3 separate regions of the Mus musculus genome follow, and all the other regions are linked to region 1. The links are chromatin contacts, called in public HiChIP or PLAC-seq and promoter capture Hi-C maps. All regions are on one chromosome and are shown on one strand. Each heading gives the region's core, a stretch centred on a gene start, on an enhancer-like site or on the middle of the called end of the contact. The rest is flanking DNA. Distances are from core to core; before and after follow the strand shown.

What was found. Promoter capture Hi-C pulls out the DNA fragments that hold promoters and counts their contacts. HiChIP or PLAC-seq counts read pairs in DNA pulled down with a chosen protein or histone mark.
Region 2: a promoter capture Hi-C map of macrophages shows a contact between it and region 1, with 5 read pairs. The contact joins the promoter of Hhatl here to the promoter of Pomgnt2 in region 1. A contact is called at or near these places in 4 of 39 promoter capture datasets (liver, macrophages and pre-B cells), 3 of 484 Hi-C or Micro-C datasets (embryonic stem cells, myeloid progenitors and nephron progenitors), 2 of 115 datasets of contacts at active chromatin or transcription factors (pancreatic cancer cells and stem cell-derived neural progenitor cells) and 3 of 9 other capture datasets (adipose tissue, liver and macrophages).
Region 3: an HNF4G HiChIP or PLAC-seq map of pancreatic cancer cells shows a contact between it and region 1. The contact joins the enhancer-like site here to the promoter of Pomgnt2 in region 1. A contact is called at or near these places in 13 of 39 promoter capture datasets (3T3-L1-derived adipocytes, the C10 cell line, the HPC-7 cell line and 10 more), 5 of 484 Hi-C or Micro-C datasets (the CH12 cell line, cerebral cortex, embryonic fibroblasts and 2 more), 11 of 115 datasets of contacts at active chromatin or transcription factors (DN3 thymocytes, SST interneurons, T-cell acute lymphoblastic leukemia and 7 more) and 4 of 9 other capture datasets (adipose tissue, embryonic stem cells, liver and 1 more).

The regions. Positions count from the first base shown.
Region 1 is chr9:121,994,591-121,997,669 of GRCm38.p6, forward strand. Pomgnt2 (protein O-linked mannose beta 1,4-N-acetylglucosaminyltransferase 2) reads right to left here and starts at 1,436. Exons shown (of 2, transcript NM_153540.4): 1 at 1,286-1,436. Gm39463 (a long non-coding RNA gene) reads left to right here and starts at 1,396. Exons shown (of 2, transcript XR_871388.3): 1 at 1,396-1,856.
Region 2 is chr9:121,791,060-121,794,138 of GRCm38.p6, forward strand. Hhatl (hedgehog acyltransferase-like) reads right to left here and starts at 1,448. Exons shown (of 12, transcript NM_029095.2): 1 at 1,204-1,448. It also overlaps a transcript of Klhl40 not described here.
Region 3 is chr9:122,178,800-122,181,878 of GRCm38.p6, forward strand. The region is part of intron 12 of Ano10 (anoctamin 10); the gene reads right to left. Among named protein-coding and RNA genes, the nearest start is that of Snrk, 63 kb to the left of the region's middle. Within about 2 kb of position 1,477, at least 24 of the 459 cell types and tissues checked have an H3K27ac peak or open chromatin away from gene starts, as enhancers often do. A contact at or near this core is called in the HPC-7 cell line, embryonic fibroblasts and pancreatic cancer cells, where this site is marked.

The sequences.
Region 1 (3,079 bases), core at 186-2,685:
AGGATGAAGCAGGAAGATCATAGCTTAGGTGTGTCTAGGACTTACTGAGACCGTGAATCAAAGCAAAGAGTAGAGAGTGAACGGGTGTAGCAGAATGTTTGCTCAGCACGCAGGAGGCTTTGGATTCATCCTTAGCAAACAAACCAACCCTGACGGCCCTGACAGTCCAGCACACCAGGATGATGCTCCACCAGGGTGAATCCACTCACCAGCTCCCTCCCTTTCCAAGGCCCCCAGGGGCTCTCAGCTCTCACCTCTGAGGATAAAGTATCCAGTTCTCTTCTAACTCTGTCACCACTTGGAACTCGGATCCTTCATGTGAAAGGGCCGGCTGATCCTAAAAGCCTGAGAGCAGCTAGTCTGTGGAAAAGACAGGACCCGGAACCAGAACTCCAACCTTGTCTATAGAGTTGGTGGTCGTGCATGCTAACATTTGATGTGTTCAGAACCCAGACAGAAAGCTTTGCCAGCATTACCTCATGGAAGCCTCACAGCAATTCTTCAAAGAAGGTCTTTTTTCACTCTGTCTTACAGAGGATGAAGGAAGGGACCAGAGAAAGTGAATGAGTTACTTATGGGGACATGGCCGGTAAAGGAGCCAAGATTTTCCCAGTGCCTGGAACAGTCCACACATGGTAAATGAATTGTGCTAATATTCACATGTCCCATAAGCCTAAAACCATCTACACCAACAGGCTCGGGGCTGGTTGGCATAAGGTCAGAGGATACTGGCTGCTCACAACCTGCAGCGTGATTCTGGTGGAAGGTCCCAAACTTTTACCCCGGATTCCCACTAACGATGAGAAAACGGGTTCCTATAGGCAAGTCCATCAGGGTCGTCCGTCAGTAGCCGCCCCCACCCCCACCCCCCCGCCATTGTCAAGCAGACAAACTCCTAACTCCGACTGTCCGTCCATCCGGGTGGTTCTCTACGGAGCCCCAACTGCCTAAAGGTCAGCAACAGGCCGACCCAGGCACCGCTTCAAACGCAGCTGGCGCAGCCCAGGCCCCCACTGCTCATCTCTCCTTGCTCCACGCCACCTGTGCCAAATGTGCACCATTCTTTCCCAGGCACGAGCATGTGCGTCCCCGCGGTCAGAGGCAGTGAAGGCTCCAGCCGAACGGTCCAGTGCGCCATCGGGGGCCGGGCGGTTCAGGCCCACCCCTCCCACCTCGGCGCCTGCTGCAGGCGGCGTCTACCGCCCTGGGTCCGGCAAGCCCGCCGGCCTCCCCTGCAGTCCAGGGTCGGGCACCAAGCCCGGCCCGGCCCGGCCTAGCGCCTCACCTGAAGCCGGGCTCTGTGCCCCGTCCGCTCCGAGCCCGGGGCCCAGCTGCGCCACAGATGCCCGCGCTGCCCACCTGCCGACAGGGTGTCGCAGGTGTTCCTAGTGTGCTTGCCCTGCTGGCGAGCTCAAACTCCGGAACCCGGGCGCGTGCGCGGGCCTTGGGACCCGCCTCTCGGACCTCGGCCAGGATCACCTCTTCGGCTCACAGAATCCTGGGAATTGTAGTTTTCAAGCGAGCAGCATGCACGAGCCTGGGAAGACCAGAAGCTCTTCTTGGTGTTCTGTTTACCCAATTATGAGAGTTCTGATGATAAACTTAAATACAAGATACAGAAATCTTCATATGTAATCTGTTAGAGAAAAAATAATCCATACCTTGACATGCTTTTAAGACTCATAAAGAGACTATTGATGGCTCAGCAGTTAAAGTATTCACTGTAGATGAGCACAAAGACTGAACAGAGCTGTTCATGGTCATTACTGAAGGCTTCTGTGCTCAGTTAACTTCGGATCGTCTCCCCTCAAACCTGAGCCAATGGATCGCTCCTCCCTTACCAGGCTTCTTGTCAGGTATGTTATGTCTCTTTTATACTTTTTCTGGGAACTGCCATTTGGCTTTACAACCAAACTGATGGGGTGTTATCATGAGTGGGTGTCAGATGACAGTGTTGGAGCTCGGACTTGACATCAGGTGAATCTGACCAAAACGGCTGGATTTCTCACTTGGGAAATGGACATTGTGACACTTCTGACACGATGACCCAAATGTCATGTGGAACCTTGTCCTTTTGAGAACTGGGCTGGGGGTGGGGGTATATATTAAGGGACCCTCCTCACTCCTCCCCTCCCCCACCCCCACCCAACTGGCCCGGTTGGCCACAAAGCCTTCCCAGAACCTCAGACCTCAGTGGGCTTCACTCTCATGGTTGTTATTACAAACTCATCTAAAGTAGTCTCTGTCTCTCTGTCTGTCTCTCTCTGTCTGTCTCTCTGTCTCTCTCTGTCTGTCTCTCTGTCTGTCTGTCTGTCTGTCTGTCTCTCTCTCTCTCTCTCACACACACACACACATACACATACCTGTGAGAAGATCAAACAGAGTGCACTGAAGAACTGACACAGAGAGTCGGAACAATGCCACTGGCCACAAGGCAGATCATTTCTGGATTGGGCACCATTTGCCTGTACCATGAAGAAGGCCCTGTGGCTTCCTGCTTCCCCCAGCCCCTACCTGTGCTGCCTGGATTCTTCCTCTTTTCCTACCTCCCCCCATTTGGCTTTTGGTGTTTTAAAAAGCAACAATCTCTTTCTTGGCCTCAAGGGTTGCACTAGTCTGTGGAAGCTCCACATAACTGGCCCCCTGGCCCTTCAGGCCTCAACCTTTGTCCTATCTCAGAGGGTTCTTAGTTTCAGGCAATGTGTCTACCCTGGCTGGCTTGAGCAGAACAATGTGTGTGAAGGAACATTTAGTGACATGTGGGCTCATTAAGATGAGGAGGAACAGACTCTGCATCTAGGGTCTGCTCTGATGACAGTGTCCAAGCCATGTCCAAGAACTATGCCATGCTATCTGGAGATAAGGAGGTCAGCTTCCTCTGACACCATTCCCCATGCATAAGCCATCTCACAGAGTGCTCTTCCTTCATCTGAGTCACAGTGTGCACGTGCTTGGCAGAGCCTGTGTCTCAGAGAGACTCCTGTCTGTAAGGAGCCCTGAAAACTGAGTCCATGGCTCTTCATCTCCAAGGGGGCTCTGGGTGAGAGTAGAGCTATCCAGCCTGCTGCAGCTACTCACC
Region 2 (3,079 bases), core at 198-2,697, 200 kb before region 1:
GTCTTTCCCATGGTGGAAGACTCTGTCAGTTCTCCCGTCTCACAGTGAGCCTCTCTTAACCTCAGCAAAGCCCTGCCCACGAGGTCCCCTGAGATCCCGTGAACTCCTCTAGCACTAACTTCCCAGACTCGCTCAACTCCGGGCTCTGCTGACTCCATTCCTCCGCCAAGCCGTGAGTCTGTTTTATCTCAGGTCCCTGCCTGTGTTCACCCACTGTCCCCCTTGAAGTGCTGTGTAGTCTAAGCTCTTGCTGCAGGCTGGATGTTGGGCTCTTTGAGGCCCCAGAGTGGCCAGAGCTGGACCAGGCAGGGCCAGGCAGCAACTGGGAGGGTGCTGGCTGCTGTCCAAGGTGCTGACTGGTATCAAGTCCAGGATGTGTCTGGTCACTCCCTCTGGCTACCCTGCTGGGCCATCCCTGGGGTCTGGGCCAGTACCTAAGCCCCTCCCACCCTCTTCAGCCTGGCCGCCAGTCTTCCAGTGGTTGCTTAGGTCCAGACCTGGAACCGAGGGAAAGGGGAACACGGTGCAGTGCCCTTTTGGAGATGGGTAGGGTCACCCCATCTCTCCCAACCCAAGATCTCCCAGTTGCAGATCTGTCTCCTCCAGCCCTGTAGTTGGGGCTCTGGGAGGCCGCTCCTTGCTACACTGACAGAGAGGTGTGGGTCACAAAGGGTCAGGGACCCGGGAGGCCATCCAGTGAGCTTCTCTGAAGGGCAGGTGCTCCTGGTGAGTCCCGGCTCAGACCAGACCACGCTGGCCCTGCTCGCTCCCGGCCTGGCCCTCCTGAGCAGCCTCTGCACTGTGGCTGGAGGGCTGAGACACCTCTTCATCGGCAGGGTGGGGGAGGGAAGCACAGGATCAGGTTAGTGGAGCAGGAGAGTGAAACCGGAGCGGATGAAGAGCGCACAAAATAGCTGTGTCAGCTGCCTCCCACTCGCCACTTTCCAATTTTAGCTCCCCATGGCCGGTGGGGAGTGTCCCCAAAGAGGCCTCAGCAAGGGGTTGGCCCCCAGCCTGGGGCCCCTCCTGATGGACCCCTGGACCTGTGCTGACTGTGGACCTGGGCGCCCTTTGCCCAGCACTTGGCTCAGGTGCACCTGGAGTGAAGCCCACCTTGGGGCTCGTGGTCTGGGATGAGGGTTCTGAGCTGAGTCCCACAGACCTCAAAGGCTCCAAAGGGCTGCACACCCAACTTGCACTGACCTTGAAGAGGCTGCGAGGAACCCTGGCGCGCTGCCCACCTCAGGGCTCCGGGGTCTTGAGTCCGACCGTGAGTCTGTCCGGCTGGCTGAGCTGTGGGGCTTCGATGGGGTGTGTCCAGCTCTGGGGTCCCCACCCCCTGGAGGCTAGAGCGGTGAGTGGTGACAGCCGGAGGTGGGGGGGGGGGGAGGAGGTGGCCTTCCTGGAGTGGAGCAGACCGTTTGTGGAGCAGAGCCGAGTGCTGCAGTGCACTTGGCCACAGGGAGCTGCGGGGAGTGGCAGGGAGGATGTGGGGGTGATGAGAGGGAGAGGAGGTTTCTGGGGACACAGGCTCAGGCAGGGGCACCTGGGCCTCACTTGACCTCCCTCTCCTCAGCCCTGGAAAGCCTGTGCTTCTCTTTGTGCGGTGCCAGGATCTCTTCTTCCAGGAAGGCCTCCAGGCAATCTCTGCAGAACTCTGGTCAGCCCTGCTCCCACTGCCTGGGCACCCATATACTGTATGTGCAGGCTTGCACACCTGGGTTCTGTGAACTCCAGCCACAGCCTTTACCTGTGACCCCTCAAGGGTGCCCAGGGCAGGTCTACCTAGTTCCCACCCTGCGCCTCCATCCTGACAAGAGCCTGGGCTAGACAGGCACGGGTGTTAGGGCAGGGCTAGCATTTCTGGTAGAATTGGTACTGGCAAGGACCATGGTGCTGGAGGCTCCAGGGGTGACATCAGGGTCACCTGGAATGGATGGTGTCCTCTTAGTGGCAGGCAAGAAGCCCTCATGTGAAATCCGTAAGCACCTGAGGCCCGCTGGGCAGGGCCCGGGAGATCTCCACTCTTGAGTCTTCCTCTGGGGTGAGATCCCCACAGTAGAGGGGTCAGGATGTGTGGCTGCTCTCACGTGCGAGGGCTCAAGGAAAGGCCCTGGGACCTCCCATATAAGCTCACTTGAGGATGGACAGGGCAGAAGGTATGCCTCTACCCAGGAGGGTCCTGTAAAAACCCTGGGAAGTTAGGCCATGAGCTTCCTCCCAGGAATGCAGACACGTGGGCCCAGAGGACACAGCTGAGAGGGCACTACACATACTCTCCTGAGTGACTGAGAAGCCATGATGCTGGCCTCCGACCCTGAACAGGGTTGGGCAGGGGTTTGCAGTGGAGGGGCTGTCTGCTGCTGTGACTGGGATCCGGATGCTAGAGGAGGCTGGGATCAAAGGATGAGGGGAGGTTAAGCAAGGTTCTGGCTTTCTGGGCAGGTGTGGTTGACACCAGAGCAGTGTGTTGAGGCACAACTAGTAGCTATCATGGATAGTAAATAATAATAGCCAGGACGTGGGAAGAGTAACTCTCTTTAATGTCCCCACAGTCCACAAGGACTGTCTCCAGTTGGTAGAAAGAAAACTGAGGCCTAAGGTGAAATAGTCAAGGTCAAATCCAGTAGCCTCTGGGAGGGACTGCCCCACAGGGGGAGACCTCAGTCTATCCACAGCAGAGCAGGTGAGGCCCCGTGAGCAGGCCACGCACTTGGTGTGCTGTGTAGCAGTGTCCTCTGAGATGAGACATTTTATCCTCAGGGAAGGAAGCTCCTCATGACTAAGGAAGTAGACAACTCAGAAGCTTCAGCAAGTCCCCGAAACTGACCAGATACACTAGACCCCACCCTTCCCAATTTAACTGTAAGGGCTGCTGAGACGCCCTGTAAGGGCACCAAGACACCTGGAAGGGACTTAGGTCAACTGAGCCACCTGGAAGGGAAACTCTTGAACACGCTGAGAGGCCTGCAGGCTGTGCAATGTGCTCTAGGCTTCCAGCTTTGTGAGCTGTCACTGTGCTGGGGTGGCTTTGGTGATGCAGCTGTCCCTGAGTCATTTCTGCTCCTGTAACCCCTCA
Region 3 (3,079 bases), core at 227-2,726, 180 kb after region 1:
CAGGACCTTCTGTCAGGAGCATTGGAAACTTGCTTCCTAGACGCAGCTGTTGCCCAGCTTTAAATCTCTCAGCATCCATGCCAACACCTTGACCCCCAACAATCACATTCTGAAGGAATTTGACTGAGCAACCCCAGGTGGCCAGCTCAGTGTCCTTATGAGAGAAGCACGCTGATAGCCTCGTGGCCTCTGTTCCTTTGGAGCAGAGTCCTGTGCTAAGTGGAGCTGGTTATCTGGTGTCCGGGGACCCTGAAGGATGTCTCAAGGTGGTTTGTTTAGTTGAACTGCATCTGGCTCCCTGAGGCTTCCCAGGAGCAGGGGAGCTGGACTGGGATAGAGTGATCCCAGTTCATACTCACTCACCACTCACCTCAGTCCTGGTTTAACTGGTCTGGGGTGTAGCCCAGACAGTGGACTTTTGCAAGCTCCCTAGGTGGTTCTAGCCTGCACTGAGGTAGAAAGCAAAGCCTCTGATGGAGGAGGTAACAGGAAAAGCCAGGGGACCTGCTCTGTCTGCCCTGCCTCCTCTGCCTGCCCTGCCACTACAGCATCCCCATGAATGTTACTTTCTCAGAGATGGGGGAGTGGCTGGTTAAGCCACTGGTTTGAGGGAATGCAGCTAGACATGAAGACAATGAGAGATGTGTCCAGTGCTGCCTGGCTCTCAGGATTCAGTCAGAGCTGTTCTTAAATATGCACCCTGATCAACCATCCCTTACAAGGACCACAGTGCAGTGCATTTCTCTCTTAAAAACATGTGCTAGGAGACTCAGAGCTCCTTGGACACTGTCGGTCCCATGAGGACTTGATGACATATGGGGTGGCCTACTGAGTTTCAGATCTATTGATGTGCTGTGACCAGATCCAGGGCTTTGCCTCTAACAGACAAATGCTCTTCTGCTAAGCTATAGCCCCAACCCAGGCTTCTAAAGTCAGATGCAAAAGGATGGGAAAGTAAGTTAGCAGTTGCTTAGCCACCTGAACTCTCACAAAGAAGGTGCCTAGACGCTGCTGGACGGAGGGGCTCTGATGCCAGAGGCCAAGACTCTGGGAAGCAGAACCTCACAACAGATACGACCTCCAGAGCATGTCAGAGAGCAGAGGTGGAGTGGATTATCCAGATGTGAAAGACAAGGAGAGCATATTTAACCGATTGCTGAAGCTGGTCACCACATTTTGGAACCACCCAGACATGGTGGGCCAAGTCAAGGCCCAGGATGCACTGGGACAGCTACCACTGGGTAGGCTTTGGCTTCCAGCTTCTAAACACAACCCTGCCTTGGAGGCTCCCCTTTCTTAGAGGAGTGGGGTGCAATAAGATGAGCTTGTACATGAAGGCAGAGGACCTTGAGGAGAAAGTGACCTCTTTACAGGCTCTGCACCCCCAAAACAGACATGAGGTTGGAGTGAAGGGGTGGAGCTCTGTGCCTGGCACCTGACTTGCAGGCTGGTCAGACGGCAGCAAGTTCCTCCCAAGAGGCCACTTGGAATCAAAACCACAGCTTGCTTGCAGTGAGTCACGGGCTCATTATGCCAGCCACCAGGCCTGTTACCTTGATGCCTACAGGCCTCAAGTGTGGCTCTGAGAGGTGGCGGGGCAGCTGTCTGGGCTTATCCCTCCTAACCATGTCCCAGTGGCTCCCATGATTCCCTCTGAAAGAGGAGGCTGGTTTACTATTCTACATGAGATTTCACAGACCACTTTGTCCACCTGAGGGAAACAGGAGTGTCCTGATGTTTCTTATGCCACAAACGCACAGTGAGCTTAGGTGACACCAGGATCACCAAATTCTGATGATCTCTGCAGTCACCACAGTGAGAAGCCAGCCATCCTTCCCGATCTTTGTCATTTAATTAAGTAATGGTTTCATCTTAGCTTTTCACACACGGTGCTTTGACCACATTCGTCCCTGCCATTTTACCTCCTTGGACGGCTCCAACAGCACATACTCTCCCCTCCCTAGCAACCCTTAGTAAGTGCCCTTTTGTGGTCAACTTCCATTCAAATGTGTTCAGAGGATTCTACCTGGTCATAAGAGAGGCAAGTGTGTGTGTGGGGGGGGGGGGGCGGGGGGTAGATTGATTTGGGGTGTCTTTGCAATAAGACAAACTGTGTCCTCTGAGTGCACTTTTTGGGAAAGCCTGCTCCCCATTTAATATTTTATGCCTGTGCATAAGATTGGATGCTCATATGACTAAAATCAGATGCATCATGGGGAAGGACATGCTTACTGAGCAAAAGCTTGCATAATACAAGCCTGTCAATCAAAACAAGAGACCCACCCATATACACCCCTTAGCAACCAACTCCTCCTCCTCTCCTGGACCCATAAAAAGAAGCCCTTTTTTAGTTAGGGTTTCATTGCTGTGAAGAGACACCATGACCTCGGCAACTCTTAGAAGGAAAACATGTAATTGGGGCTGACTCACAGTTTCAGAGGTTCAGTCCATTATCATTGTTGTGGGAAGCATGGCAGCGTTCAGGCAGACTTGGTGCTGGAAGAGAAGCTGAGAGTTCTACATCTTGATCCACAGGCACCAAGGAGGGGACTGTCACACTGGGCGAAGCTTGAGCATATAAGACCTCAAAGCCAGCCTCACAGTGACACATTTCCTCTAACAAGGCCACACCTCCTCATAGTGCACTCCCTATGGCCAAGCATTCACACACATGAGTCTACGAGGGCCAAACCTATTCAAACCCCCACAAGCCCCGAACACTAACTAGACTGTGTTGCTCACAGAGCCCACGGCTCTCCTGCAGCTATCGGAGCTGCATTGCTACTGTTCCTCTGGATGCAGTCAGTCTGTCTTCAGGTCTTGAAGATGCTCCCAAGACTCTAAACTGTCTGGTCAAGACAGAAGCCCTCAGTACCTCTCCTATTTTCCTAATTGTTTTTAGAAGCTGGATTCTACTTTCAAGAAAAATGTGCACCTTTCTTTCTGTGTCTGATTGGTTAATATGAGGGTTTTGTTTGTTTGTTAGTTTTTGAGACAGGGTTTCTCTGTACAGTCCTGGCTATCCTGGAACTCACTCTGTAGACCAGGCTGGCCTCGAACTCAGAAATCCGCCTGCCTC